Regions from separate parts of the Sus scrofa genome. Here regions 1 and 2 are each linked to region 3. A link is a contact called in public Hi-C and HiChIP or PLAC-seq data. All regions are on one chromosome and are shown on one strand. The core of a region is the stretch at or near the end of the contact, and the rest is flanking DNA. Distances in the headings are between cores, read along the strand shown.

Region 1 (2,700 bases), core at 194-2,693, 67 kb before region 3:
GGGTCTGGTCTAAGTACTCATTCTGGAACTGTCAAAACTTTCATGCAGAAAATGATTCTCAGTGACTGAAACTTGGTAAAACAAATTTCACCATGCAAGGAAAAACTAAGTTACTTTTGGAAGAGCTGTGGGGGAAGACATTTCAGGCAGGAAACCAGAAAATAACAGAGTCAGCCAGACAGCAAGTGCTGTCCTTGTGCAGGGACCCAGGGAAACAGGGGATGGGACAGCAAAGCTGCCATCAGGAGGGGGTGACCCGGACCCCCCTGGAGGGTCCGCTAAGAAAGTTCTCGACAGGAGGAATTATCAGAGCTGGCAATGGTGCCAACCAGACTCGCTTGGAGCAAAATGCTGGGGAGGTTGGCCCAGTGACCAAAGCTGTTGTAACCTGAACAACTAAATAATATTGATGATATTAAATACCCACAGAATAAAAAAATACCCACAAGTCCATACTGACATAAATACAGAGGTAAGTGAATAAATAGCAGGGACTGGTGAGAGGAAGGACAGATATTTCTTAAGTAGAATATCACGAGTAAATGAAGAAGGGAAATGTTATAGTAATATCTGTCACTGGCAATAACTATTGATAGATCCTAAAATGAGCAGGTAAAATTATGATTAAAAAAAAACAGGGTTAGGGAGTTCCCGTTGTGGCGCAGTGGTTAATGAATTCAACTAGGAACCATGAGGTTGTGGGTTCGATCCCTGCCCTTGCTCAGTGGGTTAAAGATCCGTCGTTGCCATGAGCTGTGATATAGGTCGCAGACTCGGCTTGTATTCTGCGTTGCTGTGGCTCTGGCGTAGGCCGGCAGCTACAGCTCCGATTAGACTCCTAGCCTGGGAACTTCCATATGCATGCCGCGGAAGCAGCCCAAGAAATGGCAAAAAGACCAAAAAACAAAACAAAAAAAAACAAAAAACAGGGTTAGTATCCTGACTAAACAGGTATTTTGTCAAAGTACCTGCCCACAAGGTATGTATTAATTACAAATGGAAAAGGTAGTGTCTTCACAGGGAGAAGGTGTCACATGGAGACACCTTCACTGTGTGCTAAAATTGGACGAAAACTGACATCTCCTTCCCCATGTGACACCCTGAGAAGGGCACAAGGACATTTCTGTGTTGTTCTTGCCTAAAATAATGCACGGTCCCAATCTAATCATGAGAAGACATCAGAGAAACCCAACATGAGAGACCATCTATGACATAACTGGTCTGAATTCTTCTCAAGTGTCAAGGTCACAAAAGAAACACAGCCTGAGTCACTGCCACACACCGAAGGAGATGACTGAGGTGGCCGGCACGCTAAGGTCCCGTGGAATCCTGGAGTGGATCCTGTTCCCCATGGGTCGGGGCTTGAGAATCCGAGCAAGTCCTATAGGTCAATTAAGGGACTGATGTCCATTTCCTGCCTTCCACGGCTGTCCTTGGTTTAGGCAAGATGTTACTATGAGAGGAAGCTGGGTAAAGGGCATATAGGAACTCCCTGTACTACCCATGCAATGCTTCTGTGAGTCAGAAATCATTACAAAACAAAAGGTTAAAAAGAACACTGGAGTTAGCTTGGCTTGACTTAGCATCCAGCCAGGAACCGGCTGGGATACATACATTCCTAAGACGAGAACTAAGACCCATGGAAACCATTGAGAGGAGAGTCAGAACAAGATAAAGTGATGTAGACATCAGCTATTCTCAGCTCCAGGAAGATCAGGGGACAATACTCAAACAGTGACATCGCCCCCATGCCTCCGAAGAACACTGCATTCCTCAGGAGCCCCCTCTTCACTACATTTCTCAAAATCTAAACAAATGTATCAAACCAGTCTGCTTGTTTCTCCCTCCAAGGAAAGTTATATCCATAAAAGTAAATTTTGAGTCAAAGCCATTTCCTGGACCTTATAATTCTGAAAAAAACCTTGAAATACAAAAAGAAACAAAACTCAGATGCTTTTCTGAAAAGTGGAATTGATCTGAGAAACAGAAATAATTCTTATAAATATTACTAGTGTTCATCTCTTGCCAAAGATATAAATATCTGAGGAGAGATGGGTCAAGAGAAAAGTAATTATACTTCAAGAAAGGAGAGGCAACACTCTATGCTCCAAACCTGGCTTTCATTCTGGAAGGGCTGTGTCCTACCAGATCTCAATTGGCTCTCACTGCAGATTAACTCTTTTGTCTCCCTGGAATTGTGCTGAAGCAAAGGGCATGACATCATTTTGGAGGGCGTGTCAGGTACCAGGGTGCCATGGCGGTGGTCCATGCCTACCTCCCACCGCGTTGCAGCGAGACGTCATCTCCCAGAGCACCAGAGCCATGGAGTAGACATCCGTCTGCTTGAAGGACTCAACATTCTCCAAATTCATCCTGGACTCTAGGACTTCAGGAGCCATGTATCTTGCAGTTCCCACCTAAAGCAAAAGCAGACATTGAAGCCCATCACTGCATGCCAACTGCATGTCTCTTTTCAACATATAGCTGCTGTTTGTCCCCTACTTGGGTAGTTGGTCTTTAAAAGCACAGTGCTTTTACAAATAATGAGACCTGCACAGAAAAGCACAGTTTTTGTAAGTATTTTTTTTAAAGTAGGTGTTCTCTCCCTGAAAACCTGTTAAAGAATATCAAGAAAAAAAATGCCAAAATAAGGAAATACCAATCCCCAGAGCTGCTTTGTCTAGCCCCCTGACACATGTC
Region 2 (2,789 bases), core at 105-2,604, 94 kb before region 3:
CTTATTATCTCCTCTGAGTTTTTCCAGCTTTCTAATGTAGGCAGGATAGGGAGAGTCCAGATAGGGCAAAAGAGCAATAATGGAAGAAGAAGTGGTAGATGGAGGAGCTTGGGTGAGACCCAAGACTCCTAGTCCCACAGGGCTCCATATGTACCACCACAGCCACACCAGGCACACTGACAACCCAGCCTCTCAAGGATAAGGGTGGTCTCTTTACAGTTACAGGGAAATAGGGCTTAGCTCCCTCAAGAGTCTGTTTTATCCAAAGATTTTGGGAATATCATGTCTTTAGTATGACAACAATACAACTTCATTTGGAAGCAGATATAATAATGCTTATATGCACTCTGTTCTAACCACTTTGAAAACAGTAGCTCTGTTTTTATACTAATTCTTACTACTCTCCCAGGGAGGGTCTACCATTACCCCATTTTACATGGTAGGAAACCAAAGGAATAAAACGGTTAAAAGGCTTACATCAAGTCAGACAGTCAATGCAGAGTTAGGATTTGAACCAAGGAGGCCTGACTCCAGAGGTCCCAATTTTAAGGATTTTGTTATGGATATTCAGACAAAACATGATTTTGAGGCATTTTATCCTTTTTGATGACCCTCTGGCCCCAAGGCTACCATTATTCTGTTGTTTATACTGCAGACACGAGATGGGGAAGATTTGAGGACAATCTCAAAGTGTTTTGCTGCACAAGCCGCACGTGGAGTGCCTTTTCAGGATCAGGGATGTGTGTGCCTGTGTGTGTGTGTGTGTAGAGACAAGAGGGAGAGAGCACACATTTCACACCATGTGCAATTTTAGCTTAATTCAAATAGGAAGACTATTAGCAAGCTATTTTTAAATGCACTGAAGATCAAGAGGTGTATTAGAGTTAAATTACACTCTGTGAGGCTGATTGGCAGGCCATGTTGTGGGAAAGTTCACAATCTTGTCTTTATCTGCATACTTTGCAAAGTAGGCCCAAAAGCCATGGCCCCAAACTCAGTGTGTGGAGCTATAATTATTCAAGTGAAAAAAAAAACTAATTAGAAATGTGATAAGTAACAATTAGGCAGCCTATTTCGGGAGGAAAATGAACAAAATTGCAAATGCCAACTGTGGTGACTTTTGTGAAAAAGGATGGGCATGCTTGCATACAGGAAAAGTTCTCTGTCACCTTGGGAAGGGATTTCCCTCAGGACTGGACTATTAGTGTGTCATTTGCATAGAGAGCTTAAAACAAAACCCACCCCTGCCAACTAGAAACTCCCAGGCACCAGGAGTGCCTGCATCCAGAGCTGCTGATGGTGCAAGGATCAAGACCCTGCCAAGTGTGCTTAGAGACTTACTGCCAACCAGGAATGCTCCTGACTTTGCAGCAGCCAGAACTGAAAGAACCCAGGCAAAACATAGCCTGCAAGAGGGGTCAGAACATCTTGGCTCCTGTTCTGGCTGGAGCACTTGGGCTGGAGCCCAGAGTTCACATGCCTTTGAGAAATGACTTTTGCTTCCTGGGCTCCCTGATGGCCACTCCTCGCCCCTCCAGTGCAAACTGCACCTTCCCCATCTGCATTTCAGGCTAAGGAATTAGACCCCCAAGTATTCCAGGGTTCCACCTTGCCCTCCAACTCTGGCCTCACCTTGTGCTCAAGGTCAGAGTGAGGCTCTGAAGTCTGACTGCTTCATTTCAAATCCTGGCCTTAAGACTGCTCACTGTGGGGCTTTTACTAATACCCAGGGAACATTTGGCTCCCTGCCTCTTTTTCCTTGCTTCTAATACAGAAGTAAGACTATATCGTAGGTTGGTAGTGATGATTAAAACAAATTTTAAAAGATGGTAAAACAGAGAAGATGGTGTTTGGTGCTTCCCGTGCTTCAGAAATTTTAGTGATTCACAAGGATTTGCTTCTTTAGGGGAAGCACACTAACCTTGTCATTCATACTCCCAGCTCCTGCGGTTGCCAGAAATAAAGACTGTTATCTACTTAATGCAGTAAAAAAAAGTCAATTTGGCTATAATTAAAATCAGCTATATTTCAAGCAAAGGCTGAATGTGTTTATTTTTTTTCTAGTACGTGTTAAAATAAAAAAAAACAAACCCACTAAAATAATGTTTTTAAAGTTTGGCACGATCCGAGATCTGAATCCATCTGAAAGACTAAGCTCATTTCACACATTAGATAACACTATTCACTCGTCTTCCAGTTGTACTCTCAGCAAAAATTTAGACAGCATTTCTTATATGCATGGGAAGTCAGCTGGGCAACAAGGCTGAGATTATGCCTCATTTGTCCGCATCAGGCAACAGCCCCATGTGGGGTGGAGGTAGAAGAGAACAATGCTGGTGCCATGTGAATGGGGTAGGACACATTCATGGTGGTGCGGTACACCCAGGTCCCTCAGGAGACAACATTAATTAGAGAAAAGAACCAAGCAATCTTCCAAATTGTTATTCCAAATTCTGGGCTCCAGGACAATATGGCTTTGCAAGCAGAGTCTACCTCTGTGAGACCCTAGGCATCTTCTGGAGTCCTCTGAGCAGTTTTTCTCATCTGTAAAATGGGCATAGTACCTACCTCATAGAGCTAGTGGAGGAGTCAGTCGAATGACACAGCGGGTCAGCAAACGGAAGTTCTCCCAGATCATTGGTCTCTCACAGGGCAGGTTCTTTCCTGTTGTCCAGGCCTGCAGTTTTTGTGTCCACTTCCTCTGCTTTGATAATGTGCTCTAGGATGTACCTCAAAATCTGCCTCCTTAGAGAGCAGCCCTGGCACACTAAACCAACCTAATATTGGCC
Region 3 (2,785 bases), core at 191-2,690:
ACTGTCCCATGGAGAACATGGTGCAAATTTCTTCTAAACAAAACTAAAGGGAAGTCTGCCTCTGGTCCTTGGTAAACAAAGTGTGTGCCTTAGAGCCACAGGGGCTGTCAGATCTTCTACAAGTTATTCCAAATCTATACAGTGCATCTCCAGGTCACCAAAGGGCAAAAGAGAGACATTAGGTATTAAAGATGAAAGGAACGGAAAATGATCCAAGTCTAACCACATCATTTCACAGATGCAGAGACTGAGGCCCAGAAAGGTCCAAAGACTCAGTTACCAGACCCTAGATGCAGCTCCTCAGTTCTGTAGATCAGAGGTACAAAATTTCTAACGTTTAAGGTCTCAGAGGTTTGGTACTTTCCATAATAAATCAGTAAGAACGCAATTCTTGCATTTTTTCTCTCCTCAAAACTCTCTAGAGATCAAGATCAGGTGGGTAGGGGATTTAGGATTTTAACCCTTCCTTTCCACCAAACGTAATGAACCTCTAAACCTGGAAGGCGGGGTTGTTCGGTTCAGGCAACATCTCCAGCACCTAGCACGCAGCACCAAGCACCAGTACCTAGCAGGCACTCGGTAAATACTCTGTCTTCCACCTGACAACCCCCACTCCCTGCCCCATCCACTCCAAGCCAGCAGTGGAGCCAGAAAACTTTCTTTTGCCAACGCTCCTTTTCTTGAAACTTTTTTTCAGTAACTCCAGGCCAAGAAGCCAGCCGACGTAGGGGCATGTGGCCTTTGCCAGGAGCTGAGGATGGGGTGTCCTGCCCTTTAGGGGCTGCTAAGCGATCCTGGGCCGGGAACCAGGTGTGCCCGCTGCTCAGAGGCCGCCCGGGCCGCGTCCTGACTCTGCCGATCACCAACTTCTCAAACTTCCCTTTCCGGGGGTGGGGGCGGCCAGGACTGCCGGCACGGCGCCCTTCCTTCCCGCACAAAGGGGGCCGGGTGCGCCCCGCGCCCCCCGCCACGGCCACTCTCCGGGTTTTTGGAAAAGAAAAACGCACACGTCCCCGCGCGGGGCGCCGGGCCGCGGGGATCGGGGACACGTCCCGGCTTCCGCCCGCGCTCGCAGCCCGGGCCACTGTCAAGCGCAACCCGGTGGGGACCCGGGGACCCCAGCGCCGAGACCGGGTAGGGGCCACTCACCCGACTTGGGAACGTGCGGCGGGATCGTGCTGGCGATGCGCGTCCACAGGACGACGTGCAGCGGCCACAGGCCCCCGAGCAGCCCCCGGCCCATGGCAGCCCCCGCCGCTCGGCATAGACCGGCCCGAGCGCGCCCGCTGCGCCTCCACCCGCGCCCTCCGGACCCGCGCCGGGCGCCGGCAGCGGTGCGGCCAGATGTGGCGCCGCCCGGCGCGCGCAGGGGTAGCAGCGGGCGAGGCGCAGGGGCCCGGGCGGCCGAGGGGGTGCGCGGGAGGCCGGCCCGGCCGGCGGGTGCGCGCGCGGGGTGTCGTCGGGCCGGGCGCGCGAGTGACTCACGACTTCTCCCTGGCGCTGCGGGGGAAACAGGAAACTCCTCGCCAACAGCTGGGCAGGACCTCTCGCCGCCCCGGAGCCTGCTCCCCCGGCCCGGCTCCCGGCCCTCGCCCTCCCTCGCAGCTGCCAATCACGTCCCCGGGACTGCCCCTCCGGGGCTCTGGCAGACTTTGAGCTACCCCTCGCTGCTGTTGCCGGTTCCTCGCTCGAGGACCTACTGTGGAGCGACCTAGTGCAAGGGTTACAGAAAGTCACTGAACGCAGAAAGCATGAACCCTTTCCAAAGCACCCCTGCGAAGCATTCTCCCCTCCCCACTACCCTTTTTGAGTTTGTTCTTCAGTGCTTTAGAACGGAGTTTTCAAACTCCCAGGGGCAACCCAGCAGTGGGTGCTGAAACCTGAGTTGTGAGCACGTTTTTGGTTTTCAAATAGAAGAGTATTGTCTCCTTAAACTTTTGTTTCAATTATGTATGCCTACACTGTCACATTGTGATACATGTTTGTTACTGAAGGAGAAAGTCCAAAACTTTGTCTCCAAGTTTAATGTACTTATGGACTCCCTGAAAGTCTCGTTAAAATGCGGATTCTGCCTCAGTTCCTCTAAGAGACAGCATTTTGATAAGCTCTTGGATGATATCTCCCATTTTGAACCGCCTTTTTTTCCTGGGGGTGACTCAGTGTGTAATTGTACATGGTAAGACATCACAGAGTGGTAACAGTGGAAAATGTTACCTTCATTGTGTGTCAGGTATGGCAGAAAGTGTGAAAATAGTGGCCTGGGACTCAGCTAAGTGCCAGGTCTTGCCTTCTAATGCTCTGTGACAGGAGAGAACCCTGAGTCTGTCCCCTGAAAAGGGGGACATTGGTGGTAGCAGAACAGGACCAACTTTAAACTTTCCCTACTTGCTAGGTTGACCAGGTTTGCCCCAAACCATTCTGATGTACATCTGTTCCAAAACTAAATTATTAATAGAACCCTTTTCTTGTTCCCATGTGTCTCAGTTGGATAATGACTTATATGCTCACCCTACTTTCAGCCTTCCAAGTACAGCGTTCCCATCAGGAGACCTTTCACAATAAACTCCTTTATCTGAGAGAAAACTTGTTTGCAGAGGCAGGTGGCCAGGCTTACGTAGAATAAAGGCAACTAACTCTCCCTGGAAACCCAACCCCTGAAATCTTCCCTATCAATCTACGTTCTTCTGCTTGATCCTGGAGCCTTAAGTCTTGTCACCATTGTTCCACCCAGCCCTGCAGCTGCCTCTGAATGTGTCTTTTAGGAAAAGACTACTTCCTAGCTCTT

The links. A called contact is a pair of places that touch in the nucleus more often than the background predicts. HiChIP or PLAC-seq counts read pairs in DNA pulled down with a chosen protein or histone mark.
Region 1: a contact with region 3 is called in an H3K27ac HiChIP or PLAC-seq map of alveolar macrophages. The contact joins the enhancer-like site here to the promoter of TGFBR2 in region 3. A contact is called at or near these places in 7 of 47 Hi-C or Micro-C datasets (alveolar macrophages, blood, fetal skeletal muscle and 4 more) and 2 of 2 datasets of contacts at active chromatin or transcription factors (alveolar macrophages and skeletal muscle).
Region 2: a Hi-C map of skeletal muscle shows a contact between it and region 3, with 4 times the contacts expected there. The contact joins the enhancer-like site here to the promoter of TGFBR2 in region 3. A contact is called at or near these places in 1 of 5 promoter capture datasets (liver), 10 of 47 Hi-C or Micro-C datasets (alveolar macrophages, embryonic fibroblasts, epiblast stem cells and 6 more) and 2 of 2 datasets of contacts at active chromatin or transcription factors (alveolar macrophages and skeletal muscle).

What each region holds. Positions count from the first base shown.
Region 1 is chr13:16,850,169-16,852,868 of Sscrofa11.1, reverse strand. TGFBR2 (TGF-beta receptor type-2) reads right to left here. Exons shown (of 7, transcript XM_021071493.1): 5 at 2,276-2,417. Among named protein-coding and RNA genes, the nearest start is that of TGFBR2, 67 kb to the right of the region's middle. Within about 2 kb of position 1,443, at least 3 of the 83 cell types and tissues checked have an H3K27ac peak or open chromatin away from gene starts, as enhancers often do. A contact at or near this core is called in alveolar macrophages, where this site is marked.
Region 2 is chr13:16,877,411-16,880,199 of Sscrofa11.1, reverse strand. No RefSeq gene overlaps it. Among named protein-coding and RNA genes, the nearest start is that of TGFBR2, 94 kb to the right of the region's middle. Within about 2 kb of position 1,354, at least 3 of the 83 cell types and tissues checked have an H3K27ac peak or open chromatin away from gene starts, as enhancers often do. A contact at or near this core is called in skeletal muscle, where this site is marked.
Region 3 is chr13:16,783,025-16,785,809 of Sscrofa11.1, reverse strand. TGFBR2 (TGF-beta receptor type-2) reads right to left here and starts at 1,440. Exons shown (of 7, transcript XM_021071493.1): 1 at 1,150-1,440. The coding sequence starts at 1,243.